Linked DNA regions of Mus musculus: regions 2, 3, 4, 5, 6 and 7 are each linked to region 1. The links are chromatin contacts, called in public HiCAR-type and promoter capture Hi-C maps. All regions are on one chromosome and are shown on one strand. Each heading gives the region's core, a stretch centred on a gene start, on an enhancer-like site or on the middle of the called end of the contact. The rest is flanking DNA. Distances are from core to core; before and after follow the strand shown. Region 1 holds the start of Rdh14 (retinol dehydrogenase 14 (all-trans and 9-cis)). Region 2 holds the start of Matn3 (matrilin 3). Region 3 holds the start of Wdr35 (WD repeat domain 35). Region 4 has its middle 21 kb from the start of Ttc32. Region 5 has its middle 97 kb from the start of Ttc32. Region 6 has its middle 150 kb from the start of Ttc32. Region 7 has its middle 140 kb from the start of Gm46323.

What was found. Promoter capture Hi-C pulls out the DNA fragments that hold promoters and counts their contacts. HiCAR-type assays count read pairs that join an accessible place to other places.
Region 2: a contact with region 1 is called in a promoter capture Hi-C map of pre-B cells, with 5 times the contacts expected there. The contact joins the promoter of Matn3 here to the promoter of Rdh14 in region 1. A contact is called at or near these places in 3 of 39 promoter capture datasets (liver, pre-B cells and stem cell-derived epiblast-like cells) and 3 of 115 datasets of contacts at active chromatin or transcription factors (acute myeloid leukemia, extraembryonic endoderm stem cells and stem cell-derived neural progenitor cells).
Region 3: a HiCAR-type map of astrocytes shows a contact between it and region 1, with 7 times the contacts expected there. The contact joins the promoter of Wdr35 here to the promoter of Rdh14 in region 1. A contact is called at or near these places in 4 of 39 promoter capture datasets (cranial neural crest, hippocampal neurons, liver and 1 more), 1 of 484 Hi-C or Micro-C datasets (CD4 T cells), 4 of 115 datasets of contacts at active chromatin or transcription factors (astrocytes, extraembryonic endoderm stem cells, pancreatic cancer cells and 1 more) and 2 of 9 other capture datasets (adipose tissue and liver).
Region 4: a promoter capture Hi-C map of the C10 cell line shows a contact between it and region 1, with 25 times the contacts expected there. The contact joins the enhancer-like site here to the promoter of Rdh14 in region 1. A contact is called at or near these places in 18 of 39 promoter capture datasets (3T3-L1-derived adipocytes, the C10 cell line, the HPC-7 cell line and 11 more), 1 of 15 datasets of contacts at CTCF or cohesin (pro-B cells), 2 of 484 Hi-C or Micro-C datasets (bone marrow-derived macrophages and centroblasts), 9 of 115 datasets of contacts at active chromatin or transcription factors (the NIH/3T3 cell line, embryonic forebrain, embryonic midbrain and 5 more) and 1 of 9 other capture datasets (embryonic stem cells).
Region 5: a contact with region 1 is called in a promoter capture Hi-C map of second pharyngeal arch cranial neural crest. The contact joins the enhancer-like site here to the promoter of Rdh14 in region 1. A contact is called at or near these places in 11 of 39 promoter capture datasets (the 3T3-L1 cell line, the C10 cell line, cranial neural crest and 6 more), 2 of 484 Hi-C or Micro-C datasets (muscle stem cells and pre-B cells), 10 of 115 datasets of contacts at active chromatin or transcription factors (the NIH/3T3 cell line, VIP interneurons, astrocytes and 5 more) and 1 of 9 other capture datasets (adipose tissue).
Region 6: a contact with region 1 is called in a promoter capture Hi-C map of the C10 cell line, with 11 times the contacts expected there. The contact joins the enhancer-like site here to the promoter of Rdh14 in region 1. A contact is called at or near these places in 11 of 39 promoter capture datasets (the 3T3-L1 cell line, the C10 cell line, cranial neural crest and 6 more), 1 of 15 datasets of contacts at CTCF or cohesin (pro-B cells) and 6 of 115 datasets of contacts at active chromatin or transcription factors (the NIH/3T3 cell line, astrocytes, cardiomyocytes and 3 more).
Region 7: a promoter capture Hi-C map of frontonasal cranial neural crest shows a contact between it and region 1. The contact joins the enhancer-like site here to the promoter of Rdh14 in region 1. A contact is called at or near these places in 8 of 39 promoter capture datasets (the C10 cell line, the SN4741 cell line, cranial neural crest and 4 more) and 4 of 115 datasets of contacts at active chromatin or transcription factors (astrocytes, cardiomyocytes, large pre-B cells and 1 more).

Annotation. Positions count from the first base shown.
Region 1 is chr12:10,389,058-10,392,272 of GRCm38.p6, reverse strand. It overlaps Rdh14 (retinol dehydrogenase 14 (all-trans and 9-cis)), which reads right to left and starts at 1,493. Exons shown (of 2, transcript NM_023697.2): 1 at 1,047-1,493. The coding sequence starts at 1,433. It overlaps Nt5c1b (5'-nucleotidase, cytosolic IB), which reads right to left. Exons shown (of 9, transcript NM_027588.3): 9 at 2,099-2,469. The coding sequence ends at 2,140.
Region 2 is chr12:8,946,379-8,949,593 of GRCm38.p6, reverse strand. It overlaps Matn3 (matrilin 3), which reads right to left and starts at 1,665. Exons shown (of 8, transcript NM_010770.4): 1 at 1,343-1,665. The coding sequence starts at 1,550.
Region 3 is chr12:8,972,511-8,975,725 of GRCm38.p6, reverse strand. Wdr35 (WD repeat domain 35) reads right to left here and starts at 1,725. Exons shown (of 27, transcript NM_001159527.1): 1 at 1,547-1,725; 2 at 675-792. The coding sequence starts at 1,570.
Region 4 is chr12:9,049,443-9,052,657 of GRCm38.p6, reverse strand. No RefSeq gene overlaps it. Among named protein-coding and RNA genes, the nearest start is that of Ttc32, 21 kb to the right of the region's middle. Within about 2 kb of position 1,662, at least 8 of the 459 cell types and tissues checked have an H3K27ac peak or open chromatin away from gene starts, as enhancers often do.
Region 5 is chr12:9,125,563-9,128,777 of GRCm38.p6, reverse strand. No RefSeq gene overlaps it. Among named protein-coding and RNA genes, the nearest start is that of Ttc32, 97 kb to the right of the region's middle. Within about 2 kb of position 1,702, at least 16 of the 459 cell types and tissues checked have an H3K27ac peak or open chromatin away from gene starts, as enhancers often do. A contact at or near this core is called in adipose tissue and second pharyngeal arch cranial neural crest, where this site is marked.
Region 6 is chr12:9,177,266-9,180,480 of GRCm38.p6, reverse strand. No RefSeq gene overlaps it. Among named protein-coding and RNA genes, the nearest start is that of Ttc32, 150 kb to the right of the region's middle. Within about 2 kb of position 1,595, at least 11 of the 459 cell types and tissues checked have an H3K27ac peak or open chromatin away from gene starts, as enhancers often do.
Region 7 is chr12:9,228,682-9,231,896 of GRCm38.p6, reverse strand. No RefSeq gene overlaps it. Among named protein-coding and RNA genes, the nearest start is that of Gm46323, 140 kb to the left of the region's middle. Within about 2 kb of position 1,781, at least 24 of the 459 cell types and tissues checked have an H3K27ac peak or open chromatin away from gene starts, as enhancers often do.

The DNA.
Region 1 (3,215 bases), core at 244-2,743:
TGTGTCCATCTAACTTGGAGGTTGGAAAAGTTAGTATAGTGTCCAACATGCCACAGTCCCACTAATAAGAATTGTCAGAGTTAAATATCTAAATGTTAACAAATGAACTTACAGATATTTCTTTTGGTCTAAGTACATCACGGAAAAGAAAAACAGGCCATTTAGAATGTCTGCCTTAGATTCAAGAGATTTCAGAAGAGACAAGCACCCTCCTGTGTCTGCCTTTAGATCTACCTGTGGCAAGTCACTTTGGCCACAGCCTTTCTACTTCGGTAGAATATTTACTGTACACCCAAGGAAATCACACACCTCAGCCTTCAAGTACTAGGAATGCACAACAGGAGATTAAAGCAAGGACTCTGAAGACAGACACGTCACTTAGCCTTCCTATGCCTCAGTTCCCTATCATGAAGTAGAGATATTATTGCTTGCTTTACAAGATCTGATAATAGCCAAAGATATTAAAAATGTCCTTAGCACATCCCCTGGCATGTATAAAACCTTCCATAAAGCTAAGCATTAAATTATTTTTATTCCTGTCCCTTTTCAGACACTTAATGGGATTCCAAGTTTAGGGATGATGCAGGGTGTCAGCAAGTGACACCCCCTCCTACTTCAGCAGGACAAAACAAAACAAAAAAAGAAAAAACAAACAAACAAACAAAACCAGGTAACGAGGGGAAAAAAACAGAAAGAAAAGTTTTAAGAAGGGTCTAATGAAAGTTTTTGGCTAGCTTTTCTCCTGTGGTGCTCACAGGCCTTGTGACACTGTAAGATTTGGCACACATTTCACTTCTGACAGGGGGAAAACAACTCAAAGATCAGCTGGTGACTGTCCTAGCCTAACAAAACCAAATGTCCAGACACTGGCTTATTTATGCACTTCTCCTTAGGACCTCCCAGGAATTCCTTCTCAGACCTGCCCCTCCTCCTAGCCGGGTCCAAGGCAGGCAGGAGCCTTTCCGGTTTGGTCATGGCCACCCTCAAGGTCACACCAGGTTTCAGAGGGCCCTCCCCGAGGGTGGCGAGCTCCATTCGACCCACACCTGTAGCAGTTCTTGGCAGAAAGCTCGCACTGAGCGCAGCGAGGCAAGGTCCAGCTCCTTAACGACCAGCTGGCCATCGGTGCCGTCGGGCCCGGCGCCCCCAGCCTGACAGAGCTCCTGCCTGAGCTGACCGGCCGCCTCCTCTGCTCGAGCGCGGTCCCGACATCCCATGATGACCCGCGCCCCCAGGCGGAGCAGCTCCGCCGCGGTGGCACGGCCCAGGCCGCTGTTTGCTCCGGTGATCAGCACTGTCTTCCCGTGCATGAGGCCCGGGTCCCCGCCTCCCTGCTGCCGCTGGTTTCTTGGCCCAGAGAACCGCCGGGCCGCCAGCCACAGCGCCCCGCCCAGTGCGGCCAGGAGCGCTGCGGCCACACTAGCCACTGCCATAACCTTCCGGGCCCGGTGCACTGGGCCTAGCGCACAGGTTCCGGAGTGCTATGGGGCCACCTACACGCGAAGGACTCTGGGGCGCCGCCTGCTGTCCTGGGCTACTGCGCGCGGGGCTTTCTGGGACTTGTAGTTTTGCTCCTAAGGCTGACTTGACTTAGCGTTCAGGAAGTACACATGAAAGCCCCAGCGGATTTATTTAGAAGTGGACAGTGTTAGAATTGGTTATATGCCTATAGACAAAATGACATTTCTTGGTAAAATTCTTGCCACACAAGGATAACAAAAGACACAGCCCCAGTTATCAGCAGTATTATTGATCAGACTCATTCCACCCTGAATATACCTTTTCTAGGTGATGCTGCATATAGAGATTCATTCATTTGACTAACACTAAAAGTGAGCAATGCTTTTTGAAAATTAATTAAGCTTCTTGTGAAACAACTTAAGTGTCAAAGTTCTAAACTTGTCTAAAGAGCCACCCATTACAACTTATAGATAGATGCAATGATATCCAACATCCTTAGCTTTAAAAAAGTAGAATGCTTGACTGTAGCTTGAAAGTTCAAAATTTTTTCCAAAAAGCAAAGAAAAACACCAAAGGAGCTAAGTTTTGTGGTCAAATTCTCAGAAATAACTAGTCACTCTAGCCATGCAAAACACATGCCGTTTGTAATACCAGACTGTTTATTTTTCCTCCCCATCCCTAGTTGCGTTTTTGAGCAATGCCATAAGGCACATGGGCCGTGATGGTACCAAATTTCTGTGCTGATTCAATGTGGAACATTTGGTCGTCGAAGAAGATGTGGGGCCGAATCTTCACTAAGATGGGACCTTTAGGGGCTCCAGCCAGGAAAAGAGCTTCATCTATCTCTAGACCCCATCGGCGAAGGGTCTTCAGCACACGGGCACCTGAACTCGCTGCACTACGAGCTGTAACCAGGTAGGTCCTGATGGGGCAAAGCAATCGTTCGTCTTTGGCATAGAATTTTTTCTGCAGTTTCCCTAAATCTTCCAGAAAGCTTTTAAGAGGACCCTGGAAAAGAGAACGTAAGTCTCAGCTGTGCAAGGGTGAGCAAAAGAGAAGTGATTACTGAAAACCAAACCAAACCAAACCAACCAGCCAACCAACCAACCAACCAACCAACCAACCAACCAACCAACCAACCAGGGTCTTATAAGACTTTAAAATCCACAGGTTGCTGACTGGCATGCAGTGATTCTGGGCTGACAGTACGATGCCAAACTCTCTACATTTATGTGAAGATATTTCCTGATACACAACCATCCCTTGCATGCCTGGAATAAATCTAGGATAACCACATCATTTTTCATCCAGACAAACATATTTTAAGTGTGAAAGAACGTTCTATAAGTAGTACTCCAGGGCAATAGGCATAAATTATCCCCGGTAACTGGGAGATGTGTTTCAGTTGACCACCAAAACCACCATTGTACCACATTGTTTGTCAGCGGAACGTTTTACCTTTGAAATTACTGTCACTTTGTTTAACTAGTTGTTTGTTTGGCCTGAGTCCAACCCTGTCTTGTCTTAACGCTATGTAGCTTTATAGTTTCTACATTAAGACATAATATTTGTTTCTTTTTATGTTATTTTAGTCTTTTCCATTGTTTTATGTTTACATCCATGCTTAACTATTTTATACTCATTTATGTCTTTTATGCGCATGCCGCCATTTGCATGCTGGCCAACATTTGTTGCATAGTACTGTCTTCTCAAGGAAATGCTTGTGGAAATCCTGTTTGACAATTTAGTATATT
Region 2 (3,215 bases), core at 416-2,915, 1.4 Mb after region 1:
AGACAAGGTAGAGCTCTCTTCTCGTCCCTACTCCCTCTGCAAAGGTACACAGTGTTCTTTAATCGCAGTCTCAAGATCGACAGTTTGATTCTCAAGAAAAGAGAACTTGGGCTTGTGGGCACAACTCTGATGGTTAACTTAACTTGCATGGGTTCCACTTGTGCCCATCTAGGTGCCAATGCTCTTGTCATTTTCAATCTGGGATTTCAAATCAGTTTTGATGGAGTTTCCTGAGCTGGTCCTCCACATATCCAGCAAATCACAGGAGGAGACAGACCATGCAAAACAGCCAAACACCACGGCTGGCCAGATGAGCCTGAACGCCTAAAACATGGTTTGCTATAGCCTCTTTCAAGTGAAGACCAGACAGACTAGAGCTGGATCTTTGGGTAAGAAAGAGGCAATCTTCTGTAAGTGGTGCAGAAACTTTGGCAAGCTGTACAGTGGACGGAGCCCCTGCTTGACTTTTGGGGTTTTGATTTTCACTCAGGGGATCTGATGTTGATTTTGGTTTTGGCTTTTTTTTTTTTCACTATGTTAATCCTTGAGGTCCCTGTATGTCTTGTGAGGGGTCATGACAGGTGTTTATCAGCTTCTCTGGGCTCTGTAGATTTGTTCTGCTCAGAGCAATGTTAGTGGCTGGGGGTAGGGGGGAGTGGAGTTGTTCGTCAAAGACCAGACCTGTCTGGTTCTTTGGGGACTGACAGAGTATAGTTTGGAGTGTGGGGCCCAGTCGGTATGAGCAGAATCCCAGGGCTGGGGCAGAACAGAGTAGGGTTCTAGAACAAGATCCTCCCTGGACACCTAAATGGCAGCTTGGTTTGCCATCCTACTCTCACTTCCTACACCTCCGCTAAGTCGTGCCTTTTTCCATATTCTGAGTCTCCTCTAAATCCTTTCTTCTTAGGAAAAAAGGCACACAGTGAATGCAAAATAGACGAAGATTTCCAGGTAACAGCAAACAGAGTGTCAGGAAAAGTTTGCTCTCCCTAGCCAAAAGACCAAGGCCAGATAGAGCTGGGAGCCCCCATTCCCTGGCTGGCGCTCCTACAGGTGCACGTTGCCCCCTTCCCAAATCACAAGGAAATTCAGGATACCAGATGCTATATGCGCATGACCTTACATTCTAGCCCTACCCGCTCCCCTGCGTTGTCAGACCCTCAGTTTCTGAGCAGGACTGCAGGGGGAAAGGATGCAGCACCCTGCCTGCCTGAGGCTGGGATAAAGGCACGTAGATGTAGCATGCTACGTTCCTGGGTCCCGGCCCCTCTTCCCTCCTCCCAGCTATGGCTGTGGCACCCTCTCTGGAGAATAAGTTTACCACCCACCCACCCCACTGTACCTGCGCCGCGGCCCCCGGAATATGGCGCGCGGGTGGAAGTAGCCAGAGCAGAGAGATGCCCAGGGCTGCCTCCGGGGACTCGTGTCCCCAGCCGGCGGACGCTCGCGCGGGCCAAACGTCCAGGAGCAGCCAGGGAAGGCAGGAGCAACAGCGGCCAGAGCAGCAGCAGAAGCCCCGGGAGGTGGCGTAAGGGGGCTGAGAGCAACATGATGGGCTTGACGACCTGCCGGGGTCTGTGAGCCGCGAGGTAACTGGGGTACACAGGGTCAGAGGTCTCAGCCATAGGGCCTCACATTGGCAACCAATTTAAAGGTCCCGCTTCTGAGGCTCCGCCCCGCCCCGCCCACTAGAAGGCCTTGCCACGAGAGCCCGGGAACCGCCAAAGGCCAACAAGAAGCCCTGTCTGTGCATTCCAGTGGCAGGAGCGGAATGTCTGGGACTAGGCGGCCAGCGGCACAGTGGTCACTGCCCGCCTAGTCCGGTGGGCTCGGCTGGGTGCCTCCTGGCCGATTGCCTCCTTGTAAAACCAGGCTAGGATTGGGGGACTCCTGCTCTATCCCGGCCAGATCTGTGCCCCCAGATTCTGTTTGACAAACTTCAAGTTCTGTACCCACTGCAGAACAAGAGCCTCACACAACGCACCTTTCACCGGCCAAGAAAACTTGCTGTGATTTTTTTTTTTTTTTAAGGATAGGCCTCACAAATTCTAGCATCGTGAATGGGATGCTTTTAGCCCCGTTTTAAATATTCATAAACATTTAAACTTATACTACCAGGAATAGTAAATCAAACATATACTTCCCCAAAGAGCCTCCGGTTTGCTGGAAGAACACCCACTTCCTCTCCGGAAGAATAACCAGCACAGGGCTGGAAACTGCTCGGGAGACCTTCAACTCACTGTGTGAGAGAAGATGCACAGATAGTATACTGTTAGGGGAACGTGATGGGTTATAAAAGTGGCCTGTGTGCGTAGGAAGGGCTTCTAACAGGGGAGGAGAGCTGAGCTGGATTTTCAACCACTGCAATGAGCATGAATGAGTCTCAACAGAGCCGATCCAGTCTTTTCTGCCACGACTGTTGCCTTTCTACCATCCAGCGCGTGGTAACCTGACAGTCATGTCTCCTACAAATTATACAACAGCTAAGAGGTAGAGGTAACCTGGTGTCCTCTGGGTGAGTGGATACACAGAAGATAGTATCTGCATGTCTTAGGGTTACTATGGCTGCGATGAAACACCATGACCAAAGTAGTGTTGAGAGGAAAGGGTTTATTTGGCTTGCATTTCCACATTGCTGTTCAGCATTAAAGAAAGTCAGGACAGAAACTCAAGGCAGGAACCTGAAGACACGCGCTGATGCAGAAACCACAGAGGAGTGCTGCTTGTTGGCTTGCTTAGGCTGCTCTCTTATAGAACCCAGGACCACCAGTTCAGGAGTTGCTCCACTCACAATGGGTTGGTCCCTCTCACATCGCTCACTAATTAAGAAAGTGTCCTACAAGCTTGCCTACAGCTCGATCTTACAGAGGCGTTTTCTCAGTCAATATTCTCTCCTCCGATGACTCCAGCTTATGCCAAGTTGACAAAACTAACCATCACACTGCATGTATGAATACTAAGCAGCCTTCGAGATAAAGTTCGAGGGCATGTTGCAAGGTGAAATAAGCCAGCCACAGGAGACATGTTTAGAATGATACCGTTTGTAAGGAGTATCTAAAGTAGTCAGTTTGCATTGAAACAGTGGAAAGCTGGCTCCTGGGAAACTGGGAAGGAAGGCAGTTGGAGTTGATTGGTGGCTGTAAGCTTTCAATTCTGCAAAATGAGAAGTTGTGGAATCCGATCCCACAGTAACATGAACACACTGCTGTAGTTAG
Region 3 (3,215 bases), core at 476-2,975, 1.4 Mb after region 1:
TGGCATGAGAACAAAAATCTGATAATACTGATAAATATCTTAAAAAAAAAAACAAAAACAAAAACAAAAACAAAAAAACACTTTACCAGTAACTGCTGGATCTGAAAGGCAATAAATAAGGCATCTCCTCGGGAGATGGCTGAGTCAGTAAAGAGTTTGCTGTGCAAGTGTGAGGGCCTGACCTCAGAGCCCCAAAACTCATACCTAACACAGGGATCAGATCACGCTCCTGTAATCTCAGAGAGGACACAGGAGGCAGACACAGATGGAAGTTTTCAGGCCAACTAGCCTGTCCTACATGGCAACTTCTCAGGCCTGTCTCAGAAGACTCTGCCTCAGAAACAGTGACAGGAGGGGCTTGAGAGATGGGTCTGTGGTTAAGAACACGTGTTGTTCTTGAAGAGAACCAGTGGTCAGTTCTCGGCACCTACAAACCATCTGTAACTAGTTACAAAGGAAAAGATCCCATGCCCTCTTCTGGCCCCCACAGGCACTACATGCATGTGACACCATAAAATACGTTCAGGCAAAACACCCATACCATAAGAATAAACCCCTTTAAAAAAATTAAAACTTCATAATGACAAATACCATAAGTAGGTCTCACTAGCCACTAGCCACTAGCCACTGCTTTCTACCAGTTTCACACATCTGTACTGGTGATGATCACTTACCTGTCTGTGTCTCGAGTCTTAAAACTTTCAGTAATCCATCCTCACCGCCACATGCTATGAACCCTTGGTCCTTGTTCCAGGATATACATTTCAGCTTCACATTATTGGGAACAGCAATCTGTAAACACGAATCACAGTGATGCTAGCTTTTCACGAAGGAGTTGGAGGATCTCCATCCAGGAGATATAGACAGGCAAACATCTTCCAAGAAGAAACCTGCCCGAACTTGTCGTAGCCCATGTTACCAATCCCAGCACTGAGGCAGAAGGGTGGAAAGTTGGAAGCTGGCCTGGGCTACACAGCAATATCCTGTCTCAAAAAAGAGCATGAAAAAGGGAGAGAGAAACAATAACGCCCTGCAGCAAAATGAACTATTATGAAAATGGCTGTGGTCTTCTTAAATGTTCTGAGCCCTAGCATTCTGTAAAGAAGTGCACATAAAGGAAGGTGATTGCCAAGGAAGCGGGCGGGAACGGGGTGGGGGTGTCTGAACTGAGGCGGGAACTGAGACATAAATTCGTATCGCTGCTGCTCTTACTTCCTTTCCCACACCACACTTATATTTCTCTCTTAGGGCAGACTGTCATAATCTACCTTCTGGATCAACAAGTAGCAGAGGAAAGACCACCAGCGCTTGGTGATCACTTTTTATCACTGAAAAGAAACTTGGCATGACTGGAATGTGGAAGAATCCTGAGAAAGAGCTGCTGGCTCTGCCAAGGACTACCGGAGCACAGAGACCTGTGAGAGGAGATAGGTGACAGGAAGATGGAGAAGCTGCCTGGCAGCCGCCTGCAGTCCCGGGAGAATGCGGGCACCGGCGGGCTACAGGAATGGAGGCGGCGCGACGGCGGTCCCCAGGAGAAACTCACTTTCTTGCTCAGGTAGAAGAACATCGTGGGAACTCGGAGAAGACGACCCACAGCGGTCAAGGCACGCTAATATATAACGGGTTCTACACCTCCATTTGCGAGCACTGGTGGATCGGAGAAGCTCCCGTCGCCTGGCAACCACCGCCGCCCAGTCGCATCCGGGGCGCTTAGAGAACTTCCGGCGTGGCCTCCCGCCCCGTGTTGGTCGTCGTGCGCCTGCGCGGGCGATGGGGCGGCTGTGTAATTGGTGTGGGGTGAAGTTGATCAGTTCTTCAATGCCTTGGCTTCGAGCCTTTCTGCTCTCAGTTTAGCGATCTGCCATGCGTATCTCTCCCAGCGCCGTCCCTTCATCCCCGCCGCTGTGTTACAACATCACGCTAATAGTCGTGCGTCAGGAGTCAGTATAAGCTAAAGGGAGCCCCTTCCAAAAAAGGTCTCAGGAGTTCTGTGTTTTCTCTCTAACCGCTCCACCCGACCCCGACCAATATTCTTGAAAAGAACGTCAGTTGTTGCATTTGGTAGGCTGGCACCATCGGACAAATAAAAAATGGCAGTGCAGATGTGCATTTTGAGGACTGCCTTCTTTGAGAGAACTACAGAGCCCTCTGAAGCAATTTAGGAGTGGGCACTATTATTTTGCGTTGGATTAGGGTTCTTATGGCTGCGACAAAACACCATGACCAAAAAGCAAGGTGAGGAGCTTGAAAGGGTTTAGTTGGCTTACACGTCCATACTGCTGTTCATAATCTAAGAAAGTCAGCAGGAACTCAAACAGGGCAGTAGAAACCTGGAGGCAGGAACAGATGCAAAGGCCATAGAGAGTTTTCTTATAGAACCCAGAACCACCAGCCCAGGGATGGCCCTCCCCAATCAATAACTAGTTTTTTAAAATGCCGTACAGCATTTCAGATAACTCTAGTTTGTGCATCAAGCTGACATAGGACTAGCCAACACAGAATCCTTAAAACACCTTAAAAATTATGTCAAGGGTCCTTGTAATGGGAGTAATATGACCTTTGGGTCATTAAAGCTACAACTACATTGTGGCGTACCCTCCCGTTTCAAAATATGTGAGGTGTTAGAGCTTTTCTATCCAGAGAGTGATTTTTCTATATTTCTCTTAACTTTTTGTACATCTTCCCTCGTGTGTGCATGTATGTGGAAGCACATGTGCAGACCAGAGACCTACATCATGTACCTTCTTCAATAACTTGCCATCTCATTTTCTGAGGCAGGATATCTCCGTAACCTTGGAACTTACAGTGTGGGCGAGACTGCCCCGCCAATGACCTCCAGCATCGCTTGATCCCCTCTCAACACGGGGGTTACAGGTGCAGCACAGCTAACCAGGCTTCTAGGAGTGCTGGGGATCCAAACACTTGTCCTCATGTTTGCAGCAAGCACTTCACCCACTGAGCCATTTTCCCATGTCCCCATTGTCCTTTGGGGTATCCTGATGTTAACAAAGTTCCCAAATCTAGACATTCAGGTGGATCCAGTCCTGTGGAGGTATTTGGTCTCACCCATTTTTGTGTTATTTTTGGTTTTCCTTTTTAACATAATCTGCAACTATCAATATTGGCTCATATATCCTAGTGTGCACTTCATACAGAAGTGTTAAGTTCCCCACTTGAGTCTTCCCTACCACAAGCACACAACCTTTGAACCC
Region 4 (3,215 bases), core at 413-2,912, 1.3 Mb after region 1:
CTACTTGATGTCAGGTCTAGAGGCCAGACCCATATGAGTGAGGTGTAGGGATCAGGCAGCTCATTTTTCCAAACGTGTCAGATATATCAAGATCTCAGAGCCTCCGAGACTTTTACATAAGCCTCAAGTAAGATGGTAGTTATTGGCCCTCTGATTCCCAGGGGTGGTGAGCCTGGGCATTTCAGAGCACAAGAAAGTGGGTAAGACTTGCGGTTCTCCACAGGAAAAGACATACTATTGAAAGTCCCAATTAGAGTCAGCAGCAGCACTGTAATCCAATAAGGCAGACACACAGCCATCAGAACACAGCCTGGACTAGAGAACACACACCTGTCCTAGGCCCTGTCCTGCACATGTGTCTCTTAGACCGGGCTAAGAGGCCCACTCATGGTGTGATGATGACACCTAGTGGCCATATGGCAAATGGCATGCCTAGAGCAACAGGCAGGTCTATGAAACAGCAGGCCACCTTTAGCCATGTGTCCATGGCTATGCTAGATGTTAAGTACCACATCTTCTGGACTCTCCAGACCCTAGAGACCAGCAAGGTCCCCTCCCTTTATAGATATCCAATCACATGCACAGCTATTTTAAGAAAACACCTTGCAGGACTAGAGAGAGAGATGACCCAGACTCCATTCCCAGCACCCACATGGTGGCTCGCAACAGTCTGAAACTCCAGTTCTGAGGAGGTCCGATGTCCTCTTCTGGTCTTTGTGGACACTGCTAACATGTGGCACACAGCATACAGGAAAACAAATCACCCATACACAGAAGTCACTTCAAACATACGCAGCTTGTGTAAGTGAGTGCCTGGCAAGCCCGACAGGAGGCTTTCTTCCTCTTGCCATCACATACTCCACACCTCCAGGCTCCTCCAGGAGGGAAGGGACAAGAATGTGGTGCCCAGCAGAGCCTTAGCCTGGGGCTTGAACTCAAAACCCTAAAACAAGCCCTAACCCAGCCTGGACTCGTGTTCCCTAGCCCTGAATTACAGGAGGGAGAAAATGGTGTTGTGTGGCCTTTCCCAGGGAGGCATAACACGGGTCTATTTAGGGAACCAAAATCAGGCCAAAGAACTAATTCCCAATATTGACTTGGTGACTCAGGTGACTCAGTGAGTTTATTGGATTTACTTACAGGAGAATGGGTGGGCATTGCATCCAGGTGCATGGTGACTCAAAGACCACAGTATCACCGAAAAGTCCACCCGACTATGAGTGACAGACCCAGAAAAGCAGCATTCCTGAAACCTCCTGCCCAACTTGAAGGCAGTTCCAGCGAAGAGAGTCTCCTGCCAGCAACTGCTCTGGTTTCTAGAGTGGGTAGGAATTGGAGGAGGAGTGCTTGTGACTTTTGTAACTTTCTGAGCTATTGAGTCTGGTCGGTTTCCTTGGCTTCCTGGACATTCCTTGAAGCTCCTGTCGACCATAACCCTCACCCCAGGCAGCTACCAAGAAAACACTGGAACCACCCAGAGAAGATAGGGAGGCTCATGCCTGTTCTCTCCCCCCTGAGCCGGAAACCCAGGTACAGGGAACTGGGAGGTATACGAGCCAGGAGCACTCAGCCAGAGGGAGAGTTTCCAGAAAGTGCAAAGCTGTGCTTGTTAGGGAGAGTCATCTGCAATGGCTGGGTGTCGGGCTAGTGCTAATCCTGAGGCCTGGGAAACGGCTTCCTGGGCGGTGCTTCCTGTCTGGGAGGGAGGGGGGTCTGACCCTTCCAAGGCCAGCCTCACTGCGAGGCTGGAAACCTCCTCCTTCAGCCATCAGCACTTTGATGAGCCCAGAGGGGTTTTTCTGCAGTAACTGCAGATAAGGTGAAATTGAAGCCTAGAGAGTTTAGGGGGAAACTGCCCAAACCACAGAGCTCAAAAGTGACGGGAGCCAGTGACAGTAAGTTTAATGTGATTTTATTTGATCCGATGTATCCAAAATATTATCATTTCAACACATAATCAATATAAAAATGTTAGCAATGGTTAGCATTCTTCTTTTGTGAACAGAGTATTCACAATCTGGTATTTATTTAACACTTGCAGTGTATTGCCATTTGAACATGACGCTTTCATCAGAAATACTTGATTGAGATCGCACAAGCTCCGCAGTTGCCAACGCACAAACTTTAAATGTGAATTTGTTGCCCCAAACACACTTTCACAACTTCTAATGACTGAATCACAAGTGTGCGTGTGATACCTATCTGCATACATGTCCACGTACATACGCATGTGTTCACGAAGCACATGTGTGAAGCATGAAGCTTGTATGTGTGTGTGTGTGTGAGTGCTCTGCACCTTACCTTTTAATACACTTGCTCACTGACGCTGGAACTCATCCTTATGGATGGGCTGGCTGACCAGGGAGCTTAGGAAACCTGCCTGTCACCACAGCAACCCCCAGTGCTGGGATTATAGCTACACACCACCCAGCTTTTACCTGGATGCTGGATTTTAGGTGCCCAGCAAACCGTCTGCATGATAAGCATTTCCCAGACTGAGCATCTCCCAGCCCTGACATTTTTATATTTGAAATTGATGTGAGTGAAATCAGTAATTCAGTTCCTTGATAGCACTAGCAATTGTCGCTCGACAGTCCCAGGGGCAACAACCGCGGGCACTTACAGCTTGTACCCACCCCACAGTGTGTCACCAATGGTGTCCACCCTACATAACCCACACACAAGTGTGGATACTGCCCTAGAGCTCAGTGCCAGCAGCTGATATCTAGATGGGGCACAGACTAATGCCCCACAGAACATATGCCCAGCGCTGCCCCCTGGGCCTGGCTGACGTGACTGCCCTGCCCCATCCTCCTTATCTGTGCATCCACTCTGTGCTACGGGTTCTCCTTGCTGCCCTTGCATGTTCTCTGCTGGCCCTGGCCTGACTCTGGGCCTGGTTGGAGGTGTCTAAGAGACCTCACTCTCCCAGGTCATAAAGAGTAATATAAAAGGAGTCCACAGATGTGCAACCCAGAAAGTCCAAGTGGGGTTCTTACAGAGGTAGCAGGAATCGGGCCCTGCCTTTTATAATGAACCCCCTAATGAACATGGGTTGTAGAGCTGTTGCCCCAGTGGGTCTCAGGGATGAAGCTATTCCCCAGTGCTCTACAGAATGAAGCCTGCCCCTAGCCTATGGGCAACAACAAAAGACTTTTGTGATATTCATGGCCCCATGTCTCCAGGAAAATTTTTTCCAACCCAGCAAGTCTAGA
Region 5 (3,215 bases), core at 453-2,952, 1.3 Mb after region 1:
CCAGAGCCACACAGGGATTGACAATGGCCTCCCTGCCCAGGGGTGCTGCATTGAATGACATCTGACCATCAAAGAGCCTGGGGCCACAGCAACCCCAAACGTGAGGCTGATTAAAGAGGGTTATGCGAATTGCCGAATTAAGCCGTCCAAAATTGGATAAAGTGATTGTGAAATCTGTTTTGAGTCAACCTATCCATGTCTCATGGCAGGAAAAATGTCTCGGTAAGAGTTCATGGAGGGAAAACTCCAACAGCTCATTGCTGGCTGACCTTCCTGGGCTCCTAATATTCAGTTCCCCAAAAGGCATCTAAGCCATGTAATTTCCAATATGGGAACAATTTGAGTCGCAATTAGGCAAATCTCAGAAGGTTCTGCCACTGATTTGTTCGTTCTCTCAATATTATTCTATAGGACACACTAAATGCCGCACAGGGGTCACACGGAGGACAACCGGGAGCTGTGCCTGGTAGGTTACCAGACTGGGTAAAGCATTGCTGAGCTTGTGAGACCATTTGGCCTCCCGCTGGGTACATGCCCTCTCCCCAAGGACATCTACTGATGGCTCTGCTGGGGACCAAGGCTGTTGGCCACTCGGACCTCTGGTAGTGATATAGGAACTCCTGTGGCCCTTGACAGGGGATTGGAAATGGTCAGGGCAGATAGCAGCTAGAAAGAGCCTGGAGAGTGGAGGTGGAAGCAAAGCTAACCATAACTGTCATCTCCTTGTTCCAGGCCCTCATTAATCCTCAGGGACTCGGGGAGGAAATGCCATAGCTCAGAGTCAGGTGTGGCGGCACACGCCTATAATCAAGAAGCATCATTCAAGAAACATCACTGCAAAGCCAGTTTGGCTCTACAGAGCAACTTCTAGGCCAGTAAGGACTATATAACAAGAGTCCATACATATAAAAATGCCAGCAGAGAAAGAGAGAGGGAGGGGGAAAAGGTGGAAGGGAGGAAGGAGGAAGGGAGGTAGGAAAGTAGAGGAAAGGAGAGAAGGAAGGAGAGAGAGAAAGAGAGAGAGAGAGGAAGAAGTAAGCACACTGGACCTGAGGGCTCTGTCGAGACTAAGTCCACTATAAAACAAAAATAACATAATTTAATACCATGTCCCAAAGTGCTCCAGGAAACAAACAAACAAAAAGATTTATTCCTCCTGCTTCAAGAGTACAACATAGAAAAGTGGGCCTTGTGGCAGGAATAAGAGCTCATCCAGCAGAGAACAGGAAAGTGGCATTCTAGAACATTCTCCTCTCTTGGTAGAGATGAGCTGGCACTCCCTGAGCCGTGAGTGCCGTCCAAGGACAAAGCTGTCTTCATCGTTTTCAATAAGCAAAACCATACTGGTCTTCAGTTTTAAATTAATGTCTTCTCCCTCATCCTTGCTCTCCCAGGAGGAGGAACCATCTTTCCAACCCCCTGGGGCACATCTGGTTTTCCATGGTCTCCTGTTGTGATCTGCACTTTATCCCCTGGGTGGCTGGTTTGCTCCATCAAGCAAGAATGTCTGGATTCTCTGCATTCTGTGCACAAACTGCAGGGGCTGCCTAGTCCCTTTCCTGACAGCCCAGAGCCAGTGCTCCAGGGAACCCAGAAGCGCATGCATGGGGGGGGGGGGGGGGGGGCAGGACTTGCACAACAGGCAGACACCTCCCCCCCCCCCCAAGCCTGGTGAGACCCAGCTTCAAAGCTGGATGAGCGAGTGACCAAAGGTCACAGCTGAGTGATGCCGGAAAAGCAGGGAGATCGCCCAGGTAAGGTGAAGAGCCCAGAGTGGACGCAAGGAATAGAGGTTGTACTCATCACAAACACAACATGATGTGATTGATGTTAAGGCCACAAGTGAAGTATGATTAGGGTTCACACAAGATCTAAAAGTTGGACACTCTGAGGAAGAACCTTAAATGTACTAGAAGTTGCCAAGACTGAATTACAAGTTCTGGCTGGTCTGTATAGGAAGATCTGCAGTGAAAACCTCCTCTCAGCCACCAGTGGGGAAGTGCCCTGGCCCCTGAGATGCTCTGTGATCTGTGAACAAAGTGTGCTTTCCTCACACAGAACAACTCCTCCTCCTCCTCCTCCTCCTCCTCCTCCTCCTCCTCCTCCTCCTCCTCCTCTGTTATGGCTTCTCTTATGTCTGCAGTGTGGACAGGCCCTAGCAGGAACTGCAAACTCCTGACAAGATCGCCCAAGAATAGAAACCATGCTAGGATCTCAGCGAAGGGGTGGAGGCCCGCCCTGCTCTTGACTTCTTACTTAACAACTGTTGTTTCTTAGGTCAGTTGTTTCTCTCTCTCCTCCTTCTTTCCTCCCCTCCCTTCCCTTCCTTCAAGCTCTTTTCCTTCCCTTTCTCCCTTGGGTCCCTCCCTTCCTTCTTCCTTTTCTTCCTTTCTTTCTAGCACACAGCCAAACATGACCCCTCCTTGACATACCTAACATTCACGAGATACTGAGTATCTGATACACTAGATTTTTCTGGGTAATTGGAGACATGAGGAAACAGTTGATTCCCCATGAACTGAAGGCCTGAGCTTCAGGCTATGCAGTACTGTGCAGACCTCAGAGCATCTTCAGAGGCCTCTTCTCTGGCTTCCCTGCACCCCTTCCTTCTTTCTCTCCCTCCTCCTTCTCCCCATCCTCCCTCTCCTCTTTCTTCTCCACTTTACATTCTTTTATCTCCTTAAGCTTCTCCACAACAGAATCAGGTCCTGTAACATTTATTGACACCAGTGAGACCAAGACTATTTATCACTATGCCCAAGAAAGGACAAAGCATGAACCCGCATTTGCCCATGTTCCTCTACCCAGACCCTTCTGCCACCCAGCCTCAGTCAGCTCATCTAACAAATGGGGCCAAAATGTCTTAAAAGCTACAGATGTGAAGGACTGCTCCAATTTGAAATAGGGGCTTATTTCTATTATGTTTAGTGATTTTCTTCTGTCTGAATGAACAGTCTGAAGCGTCTTCAGGATATTCCCAGCTTGTAAAACCACTCTGCCAAAATACTTGTGGCTTTGCTTAGGGGCACTGCTTCCCTGAGGCAGATAGTTGTCTGCTGTTTGCTGAGCCTCAGCCAGCACCCAGCCCCATCTCATCCAGACAGAGCTGAGGACCATATCTGTTTACCCCATATACTGGCCCCCTGTGTCAGGATAAGAGCCTCACAGGCCTCACCACTCAATGCATAAGCCCCTACATCATGGGCCTCATAAGG
Region 6 (3,215 bases), core at 346-2,845, 1.2 Mb after region 1:
AATGATAAGGAAGCCAAGCAGCTCTGGCTTCATCTGGAAATGGCTCCAACTGTCCCAGATTTAGATAGAGAAACAAAAGAGTCAGAGGGGAGGGACGCTATCTGCCATGCCTACTGGAGCTGTCCAGGTTCTGTACAAGTACAATTCCAGTTTCTTCCCCTTCTCCACCAATGCTGAGATTCCCAAAGACTCAGTGAGGTTCCCTGTGTTGGCCTCACATAGTCAGCAAGTCTTCTGAATAGCCACTGTGCACCAGGTTACCAAAACTATATATTTGGGAAAACATGGACAAGTCATAAGAAGAATTTATGTAGATGAATACTTATATTTTTAAAAAGTAAATGGACCAACTAATAGTCTCCATTAATGAGAGTTCCCATCTCTCCTCCCAAAGCTCACATTTTTAAGTGCTTCTGAAGGTTCTCATATGCCATGCACATACCTATGTATACCTCAACCCTTTCCCTCTCCAACTGAATACATCTACCTTTGCTCTGTCAATACAACTGGGAGTGAGGCAGCAAAAGGCCGAGGGAGCCAAGGTTGTGTTATCACACATGAAATCCTCATAGTGGCAAGACCTGTGGGTTCCTTCTTTCACATGGCACCTCTCAACCTCACCTCCCCACTCTCTGTCTGCCTGCTGAAGTGCCCCATCCCCATCTCATCTTTTGCCTATATCATACAAGCTTGCGCTCTTCAATAAATCTTCTATGAATTCTAGAAGAGGGTTGACTTGTCCATCTTAATATCTGTAATGATAAGAAGTTAAGAGAAGATGCCCCACTGCTCCACAAATGTCAGATAGTTGGATGCATGCATGCATACCAAAAATGTATACAAGTCTAAGCTGGAAATTTTCCTATTCAAGTGGCCCATGAATATAAAGCCTCCCTTAAAAGTCATCATAGGTGACAGTGTGACAGTGACAGATGTGAATAGAGGAAACTCTTCACAGTTCTCCTATGGAAGATCCCAAATCCACCCGTCCTACCAGCACAACCTACTAGATGCCAAGGCAGTTAAAAAGTGAGCATCCTTGTTAATGAAGGCATCTCTCTGATTTTCCACACACCATCCGCAAGGACATCCAAAGTCAAGAGCACAGACCATTCCATCCAAAGACCATCACATGCGTCAGGGAGCTGAGGTTTGAAAACTTGGGTTTCCTGCTTCTCAGCCAGGGCTTCCTTGTCATATCAGGCAGCTGAGCCTAGAAGAGGTTTCTAGTGTAAAAATCACCCATGGCCAGGGCCTGGGACTCGCAAGCATGAGGATATTATGAAGGCCACCATTACCAAGCATAAGCTTCCTGCTGAGGCCACTGAGTAGAGGAAATAATAACGGAGATTGAAAGGCTCTCTGTATTTGACCCTCTGCGACCCCGTCATTTTTTCAGTAGAACCCGATAGGGATCAGCCACATCTGCTCTCAATAGCAAATGTAAAAAATGACCTGCAGATTTAAGGTCTGAAAAACATAAACTTGTGTTAAAAGACTGACAAAAAAAATCCCTGCTCTCGATAGGATGATGTCATTCAGCTACAGACCCGTTGCAATAACAATCGTCCGTCAGATTCCATGCCCAGGACCTGAGCTCTTCCCTCCTGGGACTCCCAGCAGCCTTTGTCCCACTGTGTGTCAGCTATGCAGTGGTCACATGGAAGTTCAGGGAGCCCCCCAGCCTGCATAATTAAGGTTGGGCTGCTAAACTTGCCTGTACCCTGAGCAGCAGAGAAGATCAACTTACTTCACTCTTCCTTTCAAACATTCAGAGAGCTGAAGGGGGGGGCATATTCTAAGTAAGCTCAGAACAAACTCAGGGAACTGGGGAATAGACCACAGCTGGCCAGGGGTCAAGAGGACTTTAAAAGTTAGGAAGCTCCTTGTTAGCCACGTGGATGAGACCCTCCAGGCCACTTACTCTGCTGTGTGCAGAAGCCAGAGGTCTTCAGGCTGACCCGAGGGTCCATCTGCCTAGAGGAAGTAATGGTTGCCTCCCTCCTCTATATATAACCCTGCCTCCCCATCCCCATCCCTACCCCCACTCCCGTCCCACCCCCACCCCCATCCCCATCTCCACCCCTACCCCCATCCCCATCCCCACCCCTAACCCCATCCCATCCATCACTCTCTCAACTGGACTGTGCTGGGGTATTCCCAACTCAGATGGAACTCTGAAAGGGAAGCTTATAGTGCCCCAGACAGCATGAATCAACCACTGTGATCTCCATTATGCAAAGTCCCATGCCTATTATCCACAAGCATGAGAGCTCCCACCAAAGACATTGTCCTGCCCCAGGCACTGTCTATAGAGTTCAGAACAACTCAGGTAAGGACTCGGTTTCTGGGAGCATACAAGCCAAGAGGAAATGTCTCCATGAACATTGCATTACTCTAACAAAGGGCCTAATATAATCAACTTTAAAAGATGAAAGGTTCACTGTCCTGTAGGCTTTGATCCATGCCCAGTTGGTCTTGTTGCTTGGGACCTGTGGCAAGGCAGTGTGTCATGGTGATAGTATAGGTGGCAAAATCATACACTTCTAAGCAGAGATGTGTAAGAGAGAACTGGGTCAGTGTCCCAATATTCACTTCAAGGGGAATACCTCTCGTGATATAAAATCTTTCACGAGACCTTACCTTTTAAATTTCTGGAGACTAATCCTTTCTGAGTAGGCTTTGGGGACACATTTTAGATCCAAATAATTATAGTTGGCAATATTCTTTGGCATCACAGAGATGCGAGAGGGCTGAGGAAGTGAATTTTGCCTTTTGTAGACTTCTGCCAACTGTGATGCTACTACATAGGGTCACAGCACAGCTCAGGGCTCAGACATAACCCACGAGGGAAAAGGCCTGTGCTGGCGTTTGATTTCTTCAAGATAGAGGAATCCATTAAGCATCTACTGTGTGCCATATACCACTGCTTACCTGTACATCTATCCCCTATGTTCCAGGTCTATTTGACCCAGACATGATCACGTGGAAAGCTCACAAGTCATCTCTTGGTGGGTGTGTTTGTTTCTGTTCCACCCATAACAACTCCCCCATGTTTCCCGTGAAGGGCAAGAGGCTGAGCTACACGGGCAACAGAGCAAATAGTCTGATCCCACCCTGCCATAGAAGTGCCCTCCATCTGGCAAGATTGGCAGCTGGACTCAGAACGATGTGTTGGCCTAAGAGATTCTTACTGAATAGCACATAAGTAGTTC
Region 7 (3,215 bases), core at 532-3,031, 1.2 Mb after region 1:
CAGTGGCCCGTGGATCACTGTTAAGGCAGATACCTTCAAAATCCTAAATCATAACTGTGGTGGCAGCAAATACTACCTACCAGCCCATGATCAAGAAGGTATCTCTTGGTCTCACATCCCCCCACCATCTCATTTTAGCCCCCTAAAAATAGTTGCTTTCTAGACACAAAAGGACTCTGAGTGGAGACCAGGTGCCATCTTGAATCCTATGCACCTACCATACCCCTTAAGATTGGACAGCTGTCCTGATCCAGTGGTGCCAGGAGGCTGACCTCTCCTAGGATGAAGATGTGGGGCCTCTTCCCATGAAGTGGACCTATGATTCCTCCATTCTCTGCTGCTCACTGCTATAGGATGGAACAGTTTCAAGATCTAGAAACCTACTTGTCGATTGGTGTGACCAGCAAGAGCCCTTCTGCTGGCTTCTTGGTTATATATCTTCCTCCTGAACTAGCTTAAGGAAGGCTTTCTCTGAGTAAGTTCAGACTCCACCTGTAGGCTCACCCATAGAGAACTGACCTTTGTTAATTCCCCTGAGATACCCCATGTGACGTCATGGACTTCCATTTTTCATTGACCTTTAACTGACCATGTGTTGTGTTCCAAATCTCCACCTGGATACTGGGTGCTCAGAGATGCCGTGCTCTGGGAAATGTCTATTTGTGTTAGTAATACCAGGTATTGTAGATGGGTATTGTTGACATTTTTGAGTATTTATTATGTACCAAGAACTATAACAAAAATGTAACACATACTGTTTTATTGAATTCTCACTCTGAAAGTATAAAATCCCTTTTATTGTTATAACCAACTTATAGATGAGGATTATGAGGCAGAGACTGGGAAGGAAACTTACCTAGGATCCATCGGGGTTCTGGATAGTGATGTCAATACAAATTAAAAATAGGGAAGAATTATGGGGGTACTCACTATGAAAGGTAACGGGGGCCATAGGAACAGACGTCAGACTGTAACATGAGTCTATAATCAGAAAGAGAAGAGGCAAAATGAACTGAGATATCTCAGAAGAGCCCCATACCTCAGTGCATATCTGAGGCAAATGCAGCTGCATAAGAGAGAGCTTCCGTGCAAAGAATGCATGTGAGGGGTCCTGAACAGGGAAAAATGTCCAGCCCTCATCCACGCCCATTACTCCTCCCCCCTGTGCTGTTCCCCAGTGTGCTGAGGCATTGGCTAAGAGAAACATACGCTGAGAAAAAAACTTGGTCAATTGCTGCAGAGGACCCCACAGTTCCTGACACTGGAACACCCCCCCCCCCCCAGCTACAGGCTGGCCCTGAAGCTCCTCCAGAGAGTCTCTCTCCAGCAGAGACCCGATCTACCCACAGCTCTGGAGAGTCTCTCTCCACAGAGACCCGATCTACCCACAGCTCTGGAGAGTCTCTCTCCAGCAGAGACCCGATCTACCCACAGCTCTGGAGAGTCTCTCTCCACCAGAGACCCGATCTACCCACAGCTCTGGAGAGTCTCTCTCACCAGAGACCCGATCTACCCACAGCTCTGGAGAGTCTCTCTCCACCAGAGACCCGATCTACCCACAGCTCTGGAGAGTCTCTCTCCACCAGAGACCCGATCTACCCACAGCTCTGGAGGTGGCTCCAAGAACACATGGCTCACACTGGATCTTTCTTTGGCTCCAGAACCTTTAGTGTGGTGGATTGAGCTAAAAGGACATATTCACAGATGATCAGGTCTCCACACGCTCTCTTTGCAAGCAGCAAACATGCATGGAATGCAGCCTCACGAGGGAAGGAGAAATTCTTTCCTGCCTATGCAAAGTTCCAACTGGATGACAGATTTGAGACTGACAAAAACAGAAATTAGATTAACCCAAGACAGTCCTTTCCTTCAGAGAGACCACATTCTAAAAGGAACCAGCAACCAGACAATTATCAGAGTAAGTACAGCGTATGAGAGGGAAGGCAGTCCTAAGCAATGGGGCAAGGTGACTTTTCTTTTTCCAGGAAACTGTCCATCTTGCAGATGGATCAAAAGGACTTTTCAATCAAATATGTAGCTTCACTTGTTTCTAGAATTATTTTTAGTATTTTTATTTTATTTTTGAGATTATTAATACAATATAACATTTCTTACTTTCTTTTCCTCCAAACTCTCCCAGATACCCCTCCCTGTTCTCCTTCAAATTCAGGGCCTCTTTTTTTCTTTTTCTTTTCTAATTGTTAGTGCATGTGCTTTTACTTTCTTATACTATTCAGGGCATCTTTCCTGGGTAATGACACCACTCACAATGGGCTAGGCCTTCCTGTCTTAATTAACATCAAGACAGTCCTTTACAGACATGCCCACTGCCCAAAATGATCTAGATAATTCTTCACCAAGTCTCTCTTCCCAAGAGACTCTAAGTTGTGGCAAGTTGACAATTAAAACCTAAGCAGCACATTACAAAACAAAGACATGAACTAAAGATACTACTATTACACCTATTCAAAACAGAACCTGTCATGTAACATGCAATCATATCTCATCAACCTGTAAAAATGTCCATTCTCTTCCCCAGATCCTGAGGGGTTACTCCATTTTTGTCATAGCTTGACATCAAGATATTTTCTTCTAATCTGGTCCATATGCCAAGGGAGACCTCACATATATGGTTCGATGAAGCTCTGATATAAAGACCTGAGAATACAAGGTACTACCGACCACTACACACTCAGTTTCTCATGGTGAAATGGGTACCAGATGATGGTTATACACAGACCTGTCTGAAAAAAAAAGGGTGGGGGGACAAGATATGCATTGCAGCAACAGAATTATAGCAACTTCTTAGCTGCTTCTTTTCAACAAGTGCAATAGTTCTGGAAATGTTAAAAAATATAGTTGCATTCTTCTTGTAAAATTTCACATTTTCATTCTAACCCAAAGCCGGTGACTCTCAGCCTTGAAAAGAGATAAATAGAATAAAAGATGAATTCCCAGAGAGGGGGCAGGAGGTGGAATGTTGCATATGCTCTTGATCAGATGACCACAGAGCTCTATCTGCAGGAGTGTCACCAACGTGCTCTGCCTGGTCCACCTACTAGACATGGAGATGAGGCTGGTGTTGGCAAATGGCCGACAGAGCACCAGTGTTATGTCTTCTCTGCATAGGCTGGGACACAGAAGTCTCTTTGTACTCAGGCTTTGTGTCAAGTGAGAGGCACATGGGTCCAAGGCTGTCAGCAACCATTTCCTCA